Regions from separate parts of the Mus musculus genome. Here region 2 is linked to region 1. A link is a contact called in public HiChIP or PLAC-seq data. All regions are on one chromosome and are shown on one strand. The core of a region is the stretch at or near the end of the contact, and the rest is flanking DNA. Distances in the headings are between cores, read along the strand shown. Region 1 holds the start of Tlr4 (toll-like receptor 4). Region 2 has its middle 34 kb from the start of Tlr4.

Region 1 (6,506 bases), core at 2,706-5,205:
GCAGAGCCTTCTGTCATGGAGAAGCCACAGGCAGAACACGAGGACATCAGATGGTGTTCAGAAGTCATTCTTTCACTGGTTTCACACATACTACACATACAACTGAAGACCTATCATGATCTAGGCCAGTGGTTCTTAACCTGTGGACTTTGACCCATTTAAGGGTCAAACAATCCATTTACAGGATCACATATCACATATCCTGCATAGGGGATAGTTACATTATCGTTCAACACCATAACAAAATTATAGTTAAGAAGTAGCAACAAAAGGAATTTTATGGGTGAAGGTCACCACAACCTGAGGAACTGTACTAAAGGGTCTTAGCGTTAACCACTGAGAGGCATTGGTGACATGCTAACAAACCCAGCAGTAATACTCCCTTCTTGTTTATTCTACACAAAGGGGAGAATAAATGGTGGAAAAATAAAAGACAAACATACAAAATGATATGATCAATGAAAGAGCATATGGAGAGGGTAAAGGGGAAAATGTACATGAGGCAATCAAGAAAAATCAACCTGAGGAGACATTCACAGAGAAATCTACATAAAATGAAAAAGATAATCCTGAAATCAAAGCTCCACATTAGAGTACTGCAGCTATAAGCCACACATAGCTATGAAATATGAAACACGCATAGGAGAAATCAAAATGTCCAGTAAAACAAAAATGTTGCTGAATGTCTAATTTCCTGTATCAAAAATTGAACATAAGGTATCTTCGTAATTGCTTAACTATGTGGTAGGATTTCCCCCTAATAAACATTACAGGAAACCAATCACTAGATGAGTAGGTGGGACTTCCGAGTCGGGAAGAGGAAGAGGAAGAGGGAGGCAGGAGTAAGGAAGGTCTCTTTGTGGATGGCTGAGAGCATTAGAGGCACATTGCAGATAGTCGGAGGCTGTCAATTCAAGTGGTGGATCCTCCAAGATCTGCCACCTGAGGATTTTGTTTGTTTGTTTTTTGGTTATTTTACTCATTTACATTTCAAATGTTATCCCCCTTCCCAGTTTTCCCTCCACAAGCCCCCTACCCCCTCGCCGTCCCCCACCCCCCTACCTCTATGAGGGTGCTCCCTCACCCTCACACCCACTCCTGCCTTAACAGCCTAGTGTTCCCCTATCCTGGGTCCTCAAGTCTCCACAAGAACAAGAGGCTCCTGAGTCGGAGGATTTTTAACATAGATTAGTTTACAAAAACAGTACAGGGGAATGGCAGAGCCAGGAAGCAGGAGTGGGTAGGTTGGGGAGCAGGGCAGAGGGGAGGGTATAGGGGGCTGTGAGGATAGCATTTGAAATGTAAATTAAGAAAATATCTAATAAAAAAAAATTAGGATGCTAGGTTCTGCACCCAACATTGTGTTACCTGTTGATTGTAGACCAAGTGTGTGTTGTGTTTTCCTTCACATGGCAACTCAACTGGGCTCCAGAGAAAAGTATGGTGGTAGAGTGTGGTGTGCAAGAGTACACCCCAGCCAAAATGAACTAACCAGTACCCCCAGAGCTCGTATCTCTAGCTGCATATGTAGCAGAAGATGGCCTAATCAGCCATCACTGGGAAGAGAGGCCCAAACTTTTTATGCTCCAGTACAGGGAAACGCCAGGGCCAAGAAGTGGGACTGGGTGGATAGGGGAGCAGGGTGGGGGGAGGGTATAGGGAACTTTCAGGGTGGCATTTGAAATGTATATAAAGAAAATATCTAATAAAAAAAAAGTACACCCCAGCCAGCTGCAGGAATTTGGAAATGTGGGGCGTGCTTGGCATCAGCCAGCCATGGTAACTTATGGAGCCTGGTGAAAAGAGCAATTTCAGAGCTCTGGAGACACAGAGCAGGCATGGGTGAGACAGACCCTGGCTAAAGGAAAGAACATGTTCTCCTCGGCCTGTCCATAGGGCTGGAGACAGACCTGAGGCTAGTGCTTAGCCAGTGTTAGTGTGGGATGCTTTTATTATATTTCACGCATCATAACTATATTTAATTGCATAAAAATCATTGAAACTAATTTGATGCATTTATTCTTAATTTTTCAATTTGATCAACAGTGAAGTTTTAAACTATATACAGGGATTCCATAATTTTAGCATGGTGAGCCTTGACCTAGGTGAGGGATGATGGTGTGTGTAGTTAGCTTAGGCAGTGCTAAGGCCCTGTAGGATGAAGCAACCATCATGGTTCCAAAGAGTTATTAAGAGTATAAAGGAGTAGTTTGATAAATCTAAGCCCCTGGACCAATAACAACAAATAAAGAAGAAACTGTGTGTGGGTATAGAAAGGAATATGAACTAGGAAACCAGTCAGGAATCACTCCTGAAGACAAGGCCAAGGGCCCTGAGACCTGGCTTACAGAAGGAACAAGCAAGCTTTGAGAGTTGACAAAGCACACCAGACACCAAGAGCAACGGGATTTTATCTCAGTGTAGCACTGATTGGAAATTCCATCTCTGCCAACATAACTGAGGAATCAGAAAGCAAGATACTGTGATTATAACTTTTTAAAATTAACAGTATTTTTCCCCATGTGAATGTCATGTATCTTAACTCATTGAACCAGTTTTGAGCTTCTGAGCCTACCTCACCCCGAATTCCTTCCTTGTTTGCTCAGTTCTATTGTGAGCTTCTAAGATAATTGCGTGGTCTGTGCAGGAGGAAAACAAGAATGAGTCATGGGTCAGATTACTCACGACTCAGTATTCGACCAAAACGGGAGTTACTGCCTTAGCAGTAACTAATTGATGTTTTAAGTTGCTCTGTCCCTCTCCTTCCCTCACCCCTCCCATTTCTTTATCTCCTAGAATTAGTTGCAGAATACTAAAATCACTTAGAAAAGTCTTTGTGTTTTTGTGTGTTTTGTTGTTTTATTTTTTAATAGAAATTCTTTCATTTAAGACAATTGTTCCCTTTATTCATTTGTGTGTGTGCTCATGCATATACACACCTGCCAAGGCAGACACTTGCAAGTGAGAAGACATCTTAAAGGAGGAGATTCCCTGCCTCTAACTTGTGAGGCTTGAGGCTTGAACTCAGATTTTCATCAGGCTTGGCAGCCACTGACCTTACCTGCTGAGCTACCACTCAAAGCATCTCAAAGATGCTTCGAAAGCAGCAGAAAAGACACAGCTACCTTCACTTGATTTGGAAAGGGAAGGAATGACCGCTAAAAGCTGAGTGGCCAGAGTTCCCACAGAAAGCCCTGAAATTACAGCCTACTTACATTTTTCAGTGATTACAGTCATGCTTTCGTCCCGTGAATACTGGCCTCAGAGACGTTCAGTAAGTTCTTTAACGACTCTCAGGTATGTCACAGAACAATGACTATAAACTAGTTTTACTAATTTCAAGTCCCTAAATCATGACTCAGACGCCTTAAATGAAACAAGACACCCCTGGCTGCCTGTTCCTGCCCTGTGTTAACACTGAGGCTTTTTGTTGCCAAGGCTTCTCAAGTTTTTGGTTAGTTTAACTCCTTCGTGCAAAATAAACTAAGCAGAGCACACACAGGGAGCTCTGAGCTGTGGATAGTTTTGAGAAACAAGGCAGGCTAGCAGGAAAGGGTGTGATCACATGCGATCAAGACACATACCTCTATGCAGGGATTCAAGCTTCCTGGTGTCAGGCAGGAGAAGAACAGTGCCATGATCAGAGTCCTAGCCAGGAGCCAGGGAGGCATCATCCTGGCATTTTCTGCAACCAGTGGAGGCCATGAGAGAACATGACGATCTGTAACTGGTGGCAGCGCAGAGTCCCTGGGACACCTGCCTCTTCCCTCCCAGTGGGTGCCCCTCTGCAAGTACTATATTCAAAGAGGAAGTGAGAGTGCCAACCTTAGCATTCTCACTTTTGGTTTTGTTCTAGAATCGATCTGCCCCGTCGCAGGAGGGAAGTTAGAAGACTGAAGACTAGAACAGGAAGAAGGCGTTTGCTGACCGACTGGAGGAACAGCAAGAGGAAGCTGGCTTTCATCCCAGGAAGTCATCTGACCTCTGGGCTTGGTGAAGGCAGGGAACTGGCGTGGAGCAACATCCTCATTCCTTCTTTATTTTCAACAGAGGATGCTTACTGCTTCAGTTAGACTCCCAAGTCTCCCAGAGCACAGTATTAGGGACTGGATGTTTCAGACTAGAGGAACATATTTTCTCACAATGCTAGAGATTAAAACCCAGGATGAAGATATCATCAGTTGCCGTGTCTTGTGTCATGATGCTTTCTTTTACCTATGTGTGTACGTGTTCATTCGTTCACGGGGGGGATGTATATTTCGTGTGTGTGTGTGTGTGTGTGTGTGTGTGTGTGTGTGTGTGTGTGTGTGTGTGTGTGTGTAAAAGCCAGAGTTCACTATTGAGTGCCTTCTGCAGTTCTCAGTTCTCAATCTTCTTTTATTATTAATTACTATTTATTATTGGAAACAGGATCATAGTGTTTATTATTAAAAGGAGAACGTTCAGGAAAGATAGGAGCAGGCTCGTGAGCTGTGGGAGAAACTCAAGAGGCTCCACCATTGTTTTGGAGCCGAGGTCTCTAACTGAACCTGGTACTGATTCCTTGGCTATACTGACTGATCAGTTAAGTTTTGAGATCTCCCACCTGTAGCTAGCCTTTTCCCAGTGCTGGAATTATAGATATCAGCATTCGGGTTTTTGTTGTTTGTGATGTTGTTTTTTTACGATGTTTGCTTTTTATTTGTTTATTTATTTCATTTTTTTAAATGCTGTTACTGAGGATCTGCAGGTCTTCATGAATTTGAAACATTTTATCAACTGAGATATCTCCCTGGCCCCTGACCTCTTTTTTTAAAATAATCAGTTATATTGTATTAAGGCAGACCCATAAGACATTAGTTTACTTTAATTATCTCATTAAATTCAAGTCATAGGACATGGCACTGGGAGATGAATTTTTAAATTGCAGTCACAGAAACAGGCACAGCCTATGAATTTTAGGGAACAGTACATAATTCTACATGTGACACTGCTAGTGAAGAAGTAGTGAAGGGAATCAGAAGTTGCTGAAGTAAAGGTCAGGTCAGATGACTAAACACCAGATCACCTTGTCCAAATGATTTTATTTCCTGAGCCTCATTTTCAGCCCTGTAAACCTGAGAACAGTTTTTACCTCCCTCCTTCTTTACATATTTACATTATTTGACATATCTAAATACTAATATTTAGAATACATACACTTAGAAGGCTATGTGATTCTGCTTGGATCATCTGTGGACTGCTGGCATGTGGTAGCTTCCCAGGGAAGCTTCTGATAAGAAGATGAAAATACCAGCAACCTCCAACCTCCACTGAGACTTCAGGAGAACTGACCTGCATTATGAAACTTCTATCCCCAAATCCCCCTTTTCACCATATAAAACCCAAGCCCCCTGCAAAATTATGTACAGTCTCCACTTCCATGGAGAGACTGGGTCCCTTCATTGTTCTGATTCAAAGATCCATCTGCCTCTGAAGAGAAAAAAAAAAAAAAAGATGCATGACAGCAGTCAAGCTATACAAGCCAGTTCTCCATTTGCTACTATGAGAATGAAGGTATAGAGTTGGGAAGATAGCTCATCAATTAAGAGTCATTTCTGCTCTTCTGAAAGAAAGGGGTTTGCTTCCCAGCACCCATATGCTATCCCACAACCATCTGTAACTCTAATTCCAGGGAATCTATTTCTCTCCTCTGACTCGCATGGACACTGCATGTGATAGTCATACAAATATGTAGGTAAACACTCATACATGAATGAAAATAAAAAGAAAAATCTTTAAATAAATAGAAGATTATCTATCTTGTGTGGTTGAATTAAATTAATCATAGCACAGATCCTCATTATATCCCATAAAAGACAACTATGGCAATTATAAAAATAAAATGTGGGCAATATAAGGATAATCATACTTCCTCAAAGAGTAGTTGTAAAGCTGTTAGAGCCATGCCTGAGGAAAAGCAAGTTCATATAAGTTTCTGATGAATAGAAGGATAAACATCACTAGTCCAGTCGATACCCCCAAGGTGTGTCATAAGAACCTCAAATGTATTTTAGCTACAACAAAGCTGCAAAAGTCTAGATCACCATCAATCAGGTTAGAATTCTCTCAGCTACTCCTTTCCAGGGGCTCTGTGGAGCTTCTTGGCCACAAGTCTACATACAAGTTCAGTAAGAGACCCTCTTCCTAGGGAATAAAGTACAAAGTCACAGTAAGACACCGAAATCCTCCTATCCTTCACATGCAGATACATAAATCTAAGTACATACATGGGGATATGACAGACACAAACAAGCAATCAATGAATTAAAGGACAAAATCAAAATCTAGCTTTTTAAAGTTAATCCCTTCCTCATCCATTTATCTCACTACACATTTAGAAATTGTGCCAAATTCTAGAAACTTCAAATGTAAAATAATTCTAAAATGAAATTCCTCACTGACTATGTCTCTTGGCCTAGGCTAGAGAAAAACATTGTAAAATAGACTTAAAGAATCTAGACTGTCATCTTCTGAAATCTTAACTT
Region 2 (6,784 bases), core at 1,988-4,487, 34 kb after region 1:
AATATGCTTATTAAAAATAATAAAATAATATATCAAAATGAATTAATAAAGAAAGAAAGAAAATCCACTATTCCTTAGAGACAGTATCTAATGGTGTTCTAGGTATAAATAAGAACTCATTGGAAGAGAAATATCCCAAGTTCAGAGAGTTGAAGTGGGATTCTTGCTTTGCTGCGCACTAACTCTGTAACCTAGCTCCTATGACCTAGAAGGCAAATCCAGCTGAAAAAAATATAGATTTAAAAAAAAAAAAAACTTACCAAGTCATCATCATCAGGGTGATTTAGGGAACATTGTCTTTGCTTTTGCAACATAAGAGCATTTGCTTTCATTTCCTCAACTGTTACATGACCTCTGAGCATGCGCTTCTCAAAACTATTGACCACCTCATGTGCTCACTGTATTGTCTGTCATATAGCAGGGGACCCTCAAAATGCCTGCCTGTACCACCAGTAACCATAGGGAAAAATTCATGTGCTTATGTCATGGGTTTGATCTTAGTATGGGTGCTACCTGCCAGGGATGGTCCACTGCTGGTATCTTTGTATAATATAGCTCCATAGTAACGCCAGAATTTATCCACAAGAGTTAGCATTAAATTAACACCGGGGTAAGAATCTGTGGTCATTGTACATACAAATACTGTGATTATTTAGAATTTCTCTGTTCAGAAGGTAGTTCACAACGAAGTGGTACTGAAAAGCCAAAGGTAAAGCAGATGTTAGCAGGACAGCAGTGCCTAACAGAGAGCGAGATCAGGACCTGCTTCTTCCCACCTCCCCTCTGGCAGTATCAATTATATACTCAGGGTCATTGTTTGATAACTGACAGAAGTTTTGTTTTTGTGAATCAATGAGGCATTTTGTTTTTAAGTCCAGCGAAATAAACTGAATTTACACTTTTGTTCTCAGCTGAGTCAAGTGGGTATGCAAGTCATATTACCATATGTGATTGTATGTTAAATGAGGAGTCAGCCAAACAATGTTCACAACCTGAATGTTCCACATAAGCTTCACCTGGGGCACAGCAGAGCTGTAGGTGGCTCAGCTAAAGAATTAAGGCACTCATACCCAACTGAGATACATCCCTTCTGCAAGTAGTAGTCTAGTGAGCTGGTTCCTAATAACATACTTCTTACAAACTATTACACATATCTTCTATGCCATACTAGGAATTTGAAGAATCTAAGAAAGAAATGGGTACCATAGTTGCTGGTGCTGCTGCTTAAATCAATAAAGTAGTATTTAGAACCAAAGTATTGCTATTATTTTCCCTAAAAATGAATTGCAAGAAGTCAACTAAAGGAAATATTTGATGTAATGTTTCTATTCCTGACGAATATCATGACCAAGACGCAAGTTGGGGAGAAAAGGATTTATTCAGCTTACACTTCCATACTGCTGTCCATCACCAAGGAAGTCAGGACTGGAACTCAAGCAGGTCAGGAAGCAGAAGCTGATGCAGAGGCCATGGAGGGATGTTACTTATTGGCTTGCTTCCCCTGGCTTGCTCAGCCTGCTCTCTTATAGAACCCAAGACCACCAGCCCAGAGATGGTACCATCCACAAGAGGCCCTCCCCACTTGATCACTAATTGAGAAAATGATACACTGGATCTCATGGAGGCATTTGCTCAAGGGAGATTCCTTTCTCTGTGATAACTCCAGCTTGTGTCAAGTAGACACACTGCACTGGCTAGTTTTGTGTCAACTTGACACAGCTGGAGTTATCACAGAGAAAGGAGCTTCAGTTGAGGAAATGCCTCCATGAGATACAACTGTAAGGCATTTTCACAATTAGTGATCAAGGGGGAAAGGCCCCTTGTGGGTGGGACCATCTCTGGGCTGGTAGTCTTGGGTTCTATAAGAGAGCAGGCTGAGCAAGTCAGGGAAGCAAGCCAGTAAAGAACATCCCTCCATGGCCTCTGCATCAGCTCCTGCTTTCTGACCTGCTTGAGTTCCAGTCCTGACTTCCTTTGGTGATGAACAGCAGTATGGAATCATAAGCTGAATAAACCCTTTCCTCCCCAACTTGCTTCTTGGTCATATTTGTGCAGGAATAGAAACCCTGACTAAGACACAAACAAAACCAGCCAATACATAAATCATTATCAATTTAGCATCACCATAGACAAAAGTAAAAGTATTTGCAGGGACAAAGGTCTGATTTCTACTCAGTTTTTGTTAACTGTAAATTCAAAGACTAGTGTTGCAGTCAAGAGCAATGTCCCCTAGAAGCCAAAATACATTCAAATGTCTGAAAATTTCAAAATTTGTTCCAATGGTTGTCTGTAACCTGCAATACGCATCTGTAGTTCCAGTGTATTAAATGCACGAGTGTACAACAGGACAAATATGCCTTGTATAGGAAATAATAGTAATTTTAATAAGTTGTATTTATATTATTTTTTCATAAGCAAGTTTGATTGATAGGAAAGAGCAGATCTGCTGTAATTACTGGCACCATGAGGTTAGCATGCATTTAAGTTTCTCCTTTCTGCCAGAAACCTTTACATGTAATATGTCACTCTCATTCGCTGATGATTCTCCTACAGCGAGAACATTTTGTGGTGCATAAAAGGAGATGACACAGATGCATGATCTAAATGTAAATAAATGTCAGCCTTCTCCCCAAGCCCTATGATAGCTATCATTACTTTTATTATATGGAGCAGAAGCAGATACTTGGATCAAATAGATACCACATGTCAGAGTCAACATAAGGCCAGAATTCTTCCCAAGCAGGATCAGGTCTGAGTCATTAGGAGAAGTAGGGTTTTCAAAATGTATTTTCTGCCAAGTACTGCAGTAATAGCTTCATACAGCTGACTGCCTTTCATCCTCTGTCAAACTCCTTAGAAGGAAGGTATTTTCGTTGTCTCACTTGTGGAGAAGGAACATGAAGTTTGCAAATGTGTTCAGCTGGTTTTATGCCACTGTCACAAAATTCTTGAAACAGGGTAAATTATAAAGATTATAGAAATTTATTTCCTTCAGGGTTGAAACTACAAAGTTCATGACTGAGTGAGCTGTCTGGACTGACAAAAAGGTCTCTTCTTTCTGTGCCTTTCCGTGTTGGAAGATGGAAGGAGACCACATGATAAATATTAAGCAAAATATGTGCATCTCATCTTTCTGTGAGATCATTCCTTTAAAAAACTCACCCACTCCCATAAGAAGTCCCATCTCTCACCTAACCCTCCAGATACTTGAGGCCCCAAGGCGTGGGGAGGTGGAGTGGGAACACAGTCTTGAAGATGTGGGAAAAAAATTGGATGAGGGACTGTTGGAGGGTGAATGGGGTGGGGGATAATGACTGAACTGTGAAAAAGATTAAATAATAGTAGTAGTAATAGTAATAAAAATAATAATAGAAGTCTTATCTCTCTATAGTGTTGCACTGCACTTAACTTACCACTATAAAACTTGTAGAAATTGCATTCAATCATGGTTTTGTGTGACATTTTTCTGGGGAGATATGGCTATAGATCTATCCACCCTAGAAAGAGTAGTAAGGACAGGCACAAAAAAATAAACCCATTCAAGTCTAGCTTAGTGAACCAATGAGTTTGTTGAAATTGCTTCCCTGAGCAGAAATGACTCAAAGACAGCTACTTCTCCAAAAGTCTCACTCAAGCACGGAGGTGAGTCATGCAACCTGCATTCTTGGAGCTCCCTGCACAGAACATCAGTATGTGGAATTTAGTAACTGTCTAACATGGTTCTAAATTTTGAAGTATTACAGAGTGACAGTCTTCATGTTGCATCTGTATCTCCCTGATCTGTTCCCTGGTGCCTACCACGTGAAGGTATTTAATGAAGGGTAAAAGAACCAAGGACTTTGAACACCCTGAAAGAATGCGGTAATTACTGTTACATGGGATGCCGCAGCACAGGATCACAGCTAGAATAAGAGCTGGACATATGGATCGATACTGGAGTTCATGTCTAGGATGAATGAGATCCTAGGTTCCGATCTAAGTTCCAGAAAAGAATCTAATAATAAATGAGCAAATGAGTAGCCAGTCATCAGGCTTTCCTTTCAGTTCTAACATTATTAGTATACACCGTTCTAATAAATTGGAGAATTAAACTACTTCCATGCTAAATCATGACATCATTTATTCAAACTATGAATATCTTTACAGGAAATATATTCAAACTTTCAGCTCAGATTAAAAAGTTAATAAACTGAGCCCAAGAAATACACTTTTTTTTTTTCTGAGACTACCAAACGAGATGGGTAAACTGCCACTAAAAGAGGATTTTTTCATAACTTCAATAAAACTCTAAGTGACAAAATCAATCAAAATCAGTAGCCAAGTATTAGAGTATCCAGATCACCTATGCCAGGCTACTGAGGAAGGGTGTGAAGAGTGGAATGTTGCTTTCTAAATGTGGTTTCTCAGTGCTGGGTTCTCACTTATATTCCCTCAAATATCAGACAAAACTTGGTAAAAATTCTTTAGCTAGAACTAACATCTCCTTTATATATAGCATTTGACAGTCTACCAAGAACTTTTGCTTTTTCATTGTGTTTGCTCCAACAAAAGCTTATATCTGCAAGACGGGTCTAAATAAAGTTTCGAAGAAGAATTGGTAACTTTTCTAGTAATACAATATGGCAGCAAATAAGCTTATAGCTTATCTTATAATTACTTTAGTGCAAATTGGGGGTCTTCCTAAATATAAAGGTATTCAATCTACTTCCTCAGCCCCTAATGAAGTCTACATTGATTCAGGCATCTGAGAGAAAGTCATAGGTCCATCACTGCCTCTTTTATGAGTAAAATTTAGAAGTTAATGTGGGAACATAACTAGAATTATGTATCCAGAATTTTAGGAGGAAGTTCTCTTCTTCTCACGGTCAGTTTGACAAACAGTTATAACGGCAAGTGAAATGGCTCTGAGATGTTCTACATGCCCGCTATATATGTCAGTCTTCTTCTGCTTCCTGCTGAGGAATATTTTCACTCTGCCATTTGATCTGTATGATGAGATCCTGAAGTACTATGTAAGTACAAATGCCCAGCAAGGTAGACAGGGCTTAAAGAAGTCCCTTCTTAACCCTCTCTCAACACATACACACACACACACACAAATAGATACACACATATGTATGTGTGTGTGTATATATATATGTGTGTGTGTGTGTTGTATATATAATATAATATAATATGATATGACATAATGTAATATATAATAATATATCTTTAATTATATCTAGTCATGGATGTCTCAAAAAATATTACAGGTATTCACTATATATTCTCTCTATATATACAAATATGTATATGTATATATCTTATATAAACTTATATATGAATGTGTATATGTGTGTGTGTTATTTTGCTAATATTTATCCCACATAAGCCTTTCTTGTCCCGATTTCAATGCCAACTACTCATTTCTTTTTTTCCTTTGTTTTTGTTTTTGTTTGTTTTAATTTCTTCTCTTCTGTTTTATGTTGGTTGGCCCATTGATTCAATTAGTGTTGCTCACAAGTTTATGACTGAGGGGCTGTATGAGTAGGGATCATACATACATTGTTACCAAAGAAAGTATCTCCCAGCTGCTCCACATAGCACTGTTCTATGAAGGCTAGCCAGAAAGGAGAGTAGCCAGTTGAGTTGATATTTTCTAAAACAAGTTCTTACTATCCAATTCTGAGGAGCATCCAAAATCTGTAATGGCAACCGATAGTGTCTTGAAGGTCACAGGGGAGTCTGTGACCAAGTTGTAGGAAAAGAGCACCATAATTTATAATTCTTACCTATACTGTCATGCTTATAGGGAATAGAGAGAAACATTGTAAATTGTGGGTTGGTGATGAAAAGAATCTCATAGGATGAAGTGACGTTTCTGAAATAGTTTTCACAGACTCATATGGTTTATTTATTGTTATATCTAAAACATGTTGACTCTCCTCTACTGCAGGGTACTGAGGTGGATTACAACTCTGGGGATAGTGGTGTTTTTCCTATGATAATATTCATACTATCTACTGAAAAACTATCCTCGCATGGGTAAGGATAAAAGGAAAAATAGACTCCCATTACCTAAGTTGCATAATTGTTTTCCCCACCCATAGCTATGTATGTCTCTTCCTAAAACTCAAAGTCCCCATAGAGATGTTTGTTTACAGATCTCACTGTTAGTCACAATGATGTCTGCCAACCTAGAAAGAATGAGATATACAAAAGATTCGGAAAATAAAAACTCAGCATCCTCGATTACTAGCTGTTTATTCATGCCACACATTCTAGAAAATTCCAAAGAAATACTGAGAAACATTGACTTTTTTCTTCATTCATTAATTTTTTAGAAATTTAAAAGATGTGTCTTACCCTTGGATAAGCTCTCTAATTAGCAATCAAATCAGGCTTAACTGTTATTTTCAAAAGGTTTAAATAATGTCTATCAAAAGTCTTTAAATTGTACTCAGGAGATGCAAATAATACTTGGAAATGTATTTCTGATACTATATGAAGTTTAAACAAATGACATGCACTTACATTCACATGTTGCTGAGCATCTAAAATTAATTTTTAAAGATTAATTAAATGATCTGACACATTAAATTCCAATCAGCTCTTACCTCTCTGTTACCTGTCAGTGTCAACATTTGTAAATTCAAAGCACGTGTCTTTTTTCCCGACAACTATAAATTTTTGTAATAAAAGGATATTATACAAACACCAAGCAAGTCCAAATAAAGTTAAAACCACAAGAGCTGGTAGGAGCCTTGGCTTTCTTCAACCTGCCCTGCATGCATAATATGGTGGC

Evidence for each region. HiChIP or PLAC-seq counts read pairs in DNA pulled down with a chosen protein or histone mark.
Region 2: an H3K4me3 HiChIP or PLAC-seq map of bone marrow-derived macrophages shows a contact between it and region 1, with 3 times the contacts expected there. The contact joins the enhancer-like site here to the promoter of Tlr4 in region 1. A contact is called at or near these places in 2 of 39 promoter capture datasets (the C10 cell line and macrophages), 1 of 15 datasets of contacts at CTCF or cohesin (the NIH/3T3 cell line), 4 of 484 Hi-C or Micro-C datasets (ECoMG-derived neutrophils, macrophages, myeloid progenitors and 1 more), 4 of 115 datasets of contacts at active chromatin or transcription factors (bone marrow-derived macrophages, embryonic fibroblasts and embryonic stem cells) and 3 of 9 other capture datasets (adipose tissue, bone marrow-derived macrophages and liver).

What each region holds. Positions count from the first base shown.
Region 1 is chr4:66,825,000-66,831,505 of GRCm38.p6, reverse strand. It overlaps Tlr4 (toll-like receptor 4), which reads right to left and starts at 3,955. Exons shown (of 3, transcript NM_021297.3): 1 at 3,585-3,955. The coding sequence starts at 3,674.
Region 2 is chr4:66,790,449-66,797,232 of GRCm38.p6, reverse strand. No RefSeq gene overlaps it. Among named protein-coding and RNA genes, the nearest start is that of Tlr4, 34 kb to the left of the region's middle. Within about 2 kb of position 3,237, at least 5 of the 459 cell types and tissues checked have an H3K27ac peak or open chromatin away from gene starts, as enhancers often do. A contact at or near this core is called in bone marrow-derived macrophages, where this site is marked.